2 separate regions of the Sus scrofa genome follow, and region 1 is linked to region 2. A link is a contact called in public HiChIP or PLAC-seq data. All regions are on one chromosome and are shown on one strand. Each heading gives the region's core, a stretch centred on a gene start, on an enhancer-like site or on the middle of the called end of the contact. The rest is flanking DNA. Distances are from core to core; before and after follow the strand shown. Region 1 holds the start of RALA (ras-related protein Ral-A). Region 2 has its middle 74 kb from the start of CDK13.

Region 1 (2,861 bases), core at 175-2,674, 130 kb after region 2:
TGATCCTTGGACAGACGACGAAGGGAAAAACATCCCGAGGCCCACCTGTTTCCATTTTCGAATGAAAAGAGATCAGTGATGGTGAACCGATGGTAGAAAATGAAGTAGAATCAGAATTCTAGTAATCCTCAAACCAGCAATAAGCAAAAGGGGTAATCTGCAGAATGTGACTCACCTGTTAGAACTGAAGAAAGGGCTTGCTTTCTGGGGACCCAGGAGAGCCAACGGTCTAGTTCAGGCCAAGTCCAAGGGCCTGAGGCCAGAAGAGCCGATGATTAAGTTCAGGTAGAAAGTCAGCAGGGTAGAGACTGAAGAAGAGTCAACATCGGTTTGACTCTGAAGGCAGGAAAAAAGCTGATGTCCCAGCTCAAAGGCAGGAGCAGTTCCCTCTTACTTGCGGGAGGGTCGGCTTTTTTATTTTATTCAGGTCTTCAGCTGATTGGCTGAATCCCACCCGCGTTAGGGAGGGATATCCGCTTTACTCAATCTGCTGATGGAAAGGTCAGCCTTCTCCAAAAACCCGTACCAGGTGCTTTCACCTGGTCTGGTTTCCCACCAAAGCAAGAATCTCTCAACACCACGGTTGCTGGATGGCTATGTTATATTGGCCTGAAGAGTGTCTCAGTGGAGTTTCAGTTTGTCCTACTTCTAACTTGTGGAACTACCCAGAATAAGTCTATACTCTATTCCACATAATAGCCTTTCAAATAGACTAAAGTGCCTATTATATTCTGCCAAGCATTGTTTTGTTTCGTTTTCCAAGTTAAATATCCCCTGCTTATTTGTCTGATCGTCACAGTACGTGCTTTCTTTGAGGCACTCTGGTTTTGTCAGTTTTCATAAAATGTGATACCTTTAACCAAACCCATTATTCTAAATGTGCTCCAACTCCTTTATGCTGAAAAAACAAACTTCAAGTCTCCATTTACGTCCTTCCCAGAAAGGAACGTTTTGTTGAGCCACTCAAACCCTCATTTGTGACCATAGTTGATAACGAAACCAGCCATAATATAAGTGGTCAAAGTGCCTTACACAAATGATTGAAATGTGTGTGTATCTCTACTGCTGGAAATACATGTATCTCACATTTCCTGTAATGGATCATTTTCCATGAGACTCAAAGTCAGTGGGGGGCACACTAAATATCTAAAAACCCTAATTTTCTTTTCTTTCTTTTTTTTTGCTTTTTAGGGCCACAGCTGCAGCATATGGAGGTTCCCAGGCTAGGCGGTGAATCAGAGCTACAGCTGCCAGCCTATGCCACAGCCACAGAAATTCTAGATTCGAGCTGCATCTGCGACCTACACCACAGCTTACGGCAATGCCGGATCCTTAACCCACGGAGCGAGGCCAGGGATCAAACCTGCAACCTCATAATTCCCAGTTGGCTTCATTTCCGCTTTGCCACAAATGGGAACTCCTAAAAATCCTGATTTTCTTAAGCCTCTACCCATCCCTCTTGTGACCCAGGTGAAGTGACTCATCCCAGCCCATGAGTAAATCCTGATTGGTCCAAGCCAGTTAGGATGTTTCCAAGGAGATTGGTTTACTGGCAGGCTTGTGATCCAGATCTGGCCAATTCGACACATAGGAAAGTCTGCTGGGAGTATTTCTTGGAAAGATTCCTCGTTCATAAACAGGAGATGCCAAGAAATGGCCTCCTTCCTGCCTCTGGATGTTATAAGTGGATATACTGCCAGGAACTGCTGTAGCCATTTGGCTATCAGCTGAAAATGTCAGAGGAAAAAGATATCGAAAGAACCCGAGTCCTCGACACCACCCAGCCCTCCTCCGTCCTTTCCGTCCTTCCTCTGTACCTGCTGTCACACCGGAGTGCGAGCTCCCTTACTGATCAAGTCACGCTGAACCAGGGCTTTCTGCCACTCGTGGCCCAAATCATCTTCATCGCCACATTCGTCCCCTGAGCATTTCAGAAACGGAGTTAACCTTCCAAAAAATGAGCTAATCTTCCCCAAACGGAGTTAACCTTCAAATCTCAGCTGGCGGGGAATCCAATATCCTCCCAATATCTCTCTGAATTTCCTCGGCTGACATTCTCCAAGTCCAGCCTCTTGATTCTGTTGAACTCTTGCTGTCTCATCTCATCTCCTTTGGCGAAGTGTCTCCTTATACACCGCGTCGGTCCAGCCACGGAACGTGGCTTCTTTTCCTCCATACAAAAAAAGATCCGCTCATGGCAGACCCACAAAGTGTGTCCGTGCGCGTGTGTGCGCGCGTGTGCTCGCGTGCGCGCCAAACCTTATTGAAGGTTTAGGGCAAGGGAATAGCGTTTACATTACTCCATTAAAACAGTTTAAAGTGGATTATTAGATATCCTTGTTTTTAAACATCCTCAGCAATTCTATCTCTTGGAAATTTTCACGGTCACCTTTCAGAGTCACTGGTCTCTGTTTTCATTCGCCGGACTCATCTTTTCAGGGAGAAGGACTTCTTTGCAATTCTCAGACCCTGTTTTCAAATCAATTTAGTTTTGCCCATGCTTAGGGACTCCAGTTTATTTTTGCATATCAAAACCCAGTGTGTGCACTGCTAAATTAAGAGCCATCTACTTAACTTTGCGTCTTACTTTGGAGAAGCAGAGAAAAATTGGCGGATACTTACAACTTTCAGTCTCTCCTTTCTTCCTCGTCTACCAGTCTCTGCAAAAGGAAGGAAGCAACACAGTGAGTTATTTTTCCACTGATAGAATTCTGCCACTCCGCCTTAGAAGAAGGAAGCAGCTGTAGTCCCTCTGAGTTTTAAATAACATTTTCTTTCCTGTGATACACATGCGTGCTAATATAATGAGTAATTTTGCTAGAATATTTGCAAAGTGAATCCTCTTGGAAACTGGATTTTTT
Region 2 (2,998 bases), core at 214-2,713:
CCCAGGAAGTTTATCCAATTGCAGATAAACTTTCTCAGAGCCTCCCCCAGTCTCAGCCCCACCCTTCCGTGCCGGGCCCTCTGGCTGCCCTGACCTCCAGCCCCGCCCAGCTGTCCCTCAGGGGAGGTCTGGGAGGAGCACCAGCCCCACCCCGGGGACCACTCCATCCCCGTTGCCTCCCTGGTCCCTACAGCTGGCTCACCCACCCTTCTCGTCCTGCCTGTTTGGCTCCTGAAAGCTGAGAATTCCCTGCCCCACAGGGAGAGAAGCTGACACCTCGTCCGGCCTGCAGAGCCCAGCCCAGACAGCTCCTTGGTGACAGCTTTCCCTACCCACCCCAGCCCCTTTCCAGGAGGGGTGAGCCGCTTCTTGCTCGGGGTTCCCGGGACCCCCTCGTGCTCAGGTCACAGCATCGCACCCCCCCCCCCCCCGTGTTATAGGTCGACGGACTCCTGAGACCTGTGTGGATTCCCAGTGTCTCTGTCTGTTCCTGGCCCAGGAGAGCGTCTGAGTGTTCATTGGATGGAAAGAATGTGTGCTTCCTCCTGACCACAGGCTCTGATCTGTGTTCATGCCTCTGGATTCCTAGTACGCAGGGCACCTGTGCCAGTGAGGGTGCCCGGCCAGCAAGGTGCACCAAAGCTTTGTCGCTGCCTCGTGCATCTTTCCTGGTTAGGCTGAACTATTGACCCCTCCCGAGCTCTGCCTTTTGGAAACAGCCGTGTCCTTAGACCTTTGGGCTCAGACCTAGGCTTTGCAAGTCTTGCTCATGTTGAGGTAACAGACCCCAGGCGGTTCTCGAGGAGACCCTGTAGCTTACCACCCACACTGGCGCACTTGGCGGAGTGAAGGGGGACGTCAGTAAGGGCGCTGATGCTGACCTTGGCCTCTGTCCACTGGTGCTGAATAGAAGTGCAGAGAAAAATAGCTGTATTGCTTGGCCAGGCAAAGGGGGACACAGCAGACGAGCGCCCTAAAGGCAGTGCCTGCTTTGGGAGAGAGTAGGAGGTGGTCTTATAGTTTGGAAGGAAAAGTAGGGCCACAGCTGAGGACTGGCTGGATGTCAGCTTTCGCGCTTCCAAGCTGGGCTCTGGTGGCCCCAGGGCTGGTTCTGGGGGTCCTCCCCTGTGCTTTCATTTGGTGGGGGTTTTAGTTCTGCAGAAGAACTTGCAGATCTTGTTATGCGTATTTTTGAGGAGGAACCAGGACGCTGCCCCACGGCTGCACTGTTGTTTTGGAGGCTTCCTCCCTGGTCTCTGCATCCGCTCCCTTCTCTCTAATGAGCAATTATTTGAACCTGGCCTTTGGAGCAGGGAGGGCCCTGGAGGCGGAAGCTTATTCCCTAAAAGCAAGAAATGGGGGACACAGAAAAGCTTGAGTGTCCAGGAGCCCCGCAAAGTCCGGGTTGTTTTCAGCACCAGGCTGACAGGGGAACTGAGAGGTGTGTCACCCCATCTCTGAGCCACGTGGGCGCTGGGCTTGACTAGAGGGTGGAGGGGCAGTTTGGTTTTGGTTTCGGTTTTGGTCGGGCCTGCAGCTTGTGGAAATTCTTGGGCCACAGCAGTGACAATGCTGGATCCTTGCCCCCCTGAGACACTGGGGAACTCCTCGGAGGAGCAGAGCAAGGGTCTCGTGTGTGAATTGGAGATTAGCACCTCCCATCTGCCTCCACATGGATTAAACCAGGAGCCACGGCAGCTGCTGAGCCTCAGCACCCCGCGTGGAGCTCAGGGTGGAGACCAGGAGTGAGACACTCTGGGCTCTGGGAAAACTGGCAGAACAGGCCTTCAGAGAGTCAGATTTTTTTTTTTTTTTTTTTTTTTTTTGCTTTTTAGGGCCACACCTGGCTCATATGGAAGTTCCCAGGCTAGGGGTCTAGGGGTCGAATTGGAGCTGTAGCTGCTGGCCTACGCCACAGCTGTAGCAACTTCAGATCCGAGCCCCATCTTCGACCTACACCACAGCTCATGGCAACGCCAGATCCTTAACCCACTGAGCGAGGCCAGGGATCAAACCCGCAACCTCATCATTCCTAGTCAGATTTGCTTCTGCTGCGCCACAATGGGAACTCCTAGTTAGCTATTTTTAGAAGATTTTAGGTGCCCAACTCTTGCATCGCCTCAAATCTAGAAAAGCGCTAAATGGCCTCGTCTGCTTCCCATGACTCGTCGCCACCCTCCCGACACCAGCAGCAAACTCTGTAAAAGGCAGGCGCCTCCCCCTCCCCTTCGTCACTCGCATCTTGCTGTGTCCCCTTTCCTCCTTGCGGGGGCATTTCAGAGCTGTCTGAATTGCTGCCGCCTGGGCTGCCCTCAAGCCCACAAAACAAAAGCTGTCCCAGTCCTCTGCGAGTGCAGCCACCTCCAGGTGAGCCCGCGACCCCGGGGGAACTCAGGAAGGACACCAAGGACACCTGCCAGCCAGCAGCCAGCAGCCGGCAACCTCTCCCCACAGGGAGCCCCGAGGAAACTGGGGCTGGGCAAGCACAGGACACCGGCCCAGACGGCCCAGGAGCCGCTCAGGGATGGGTGCAGGGAGCCCAGACCTTCGCACCTTCCCACACAGAGAAAAGCCCTGAGTTCCTCGAGAGCTCTGCTTTGCCTTGCTTTGCTTGCTTGCTTTTTCTTTCTTTCTTTTTTCTTTTTTTTTTTTTGTTTTTGTCTTTTTCGCCTTTTCTAGGGCCGATCCCATGGCATATGGAGGTTCCCAGGCTAGGGGTCTAATGGGAGCTGTAGACGCCAGCCTACACCACAGCCACAGCTACACCGGATCCGAGCTGCATCTGAGACCTACACCGCAGCTCACGCCAACGCCGATCCTTAACCCCCTGAGCAAGGCCAGGGATCGAACCCACGACCTCATGGTTCCTAGTCGGATTCGTTAACCGCTGAGCCACGGTAGGAACGCCGAGATCTCTGCTCTTCTGTCATTAGCAGGACTCCGTTGTTCCTCCACCTGCCCTTTGTTGCAAAACTCCTGTGCATCCTGACTCCCCCTT

Evidence for each region. HiChIP or PLAC-seq counts read pairs in DNA pulled down with a chosen protein or histone mark.
Region 1: a contact with region 2 is called in an H3K27ac HiChIP or PLAC-seq map of skeletal muscle. The contact joins the promoter of RALA here to the enhancer-like site in region 2. A contact is called at or near these places in 9 of 47 Hi-C or Micro-C datasets (alveolar macrophages, embryonic fibroblasts, fetal skeletal muscle and 5 more) and 2 of 2 datasets of contacts at active chromatin or transcription factors (alveolar macrophages and skeletal muscle).

What each region holds. Positions count from the first base shown.
Region 1 is chr18:54,629,322-54,632,182 of Sscrofa11.1, forward strand. RALA (ras-related protein Ral-A) reads right to left here and starts at 1,425. Exons shown (of 5, transcript XM_021079219.1): 1 at 176-1,425.
Region 2 is chr18:54,502,493-54,505,490 of Sscrofa11.1, forward strand. No RefSeq gene overlaps it. Among named protein-coding and RNA genes, the nearest start is that of CDK13, 74 kb to the left of the region's middle. Within about 2 kb of position 1,464, at least 38 of the 83 cell types and tissues checked have an H3K27ac peak or open chromatin away from gene starts, as enhancers often do. A contact at or near this core is called in alveolar macrophages, mesenteric adipose tissue, omental adipose tissue and 3 more, where this site is marked.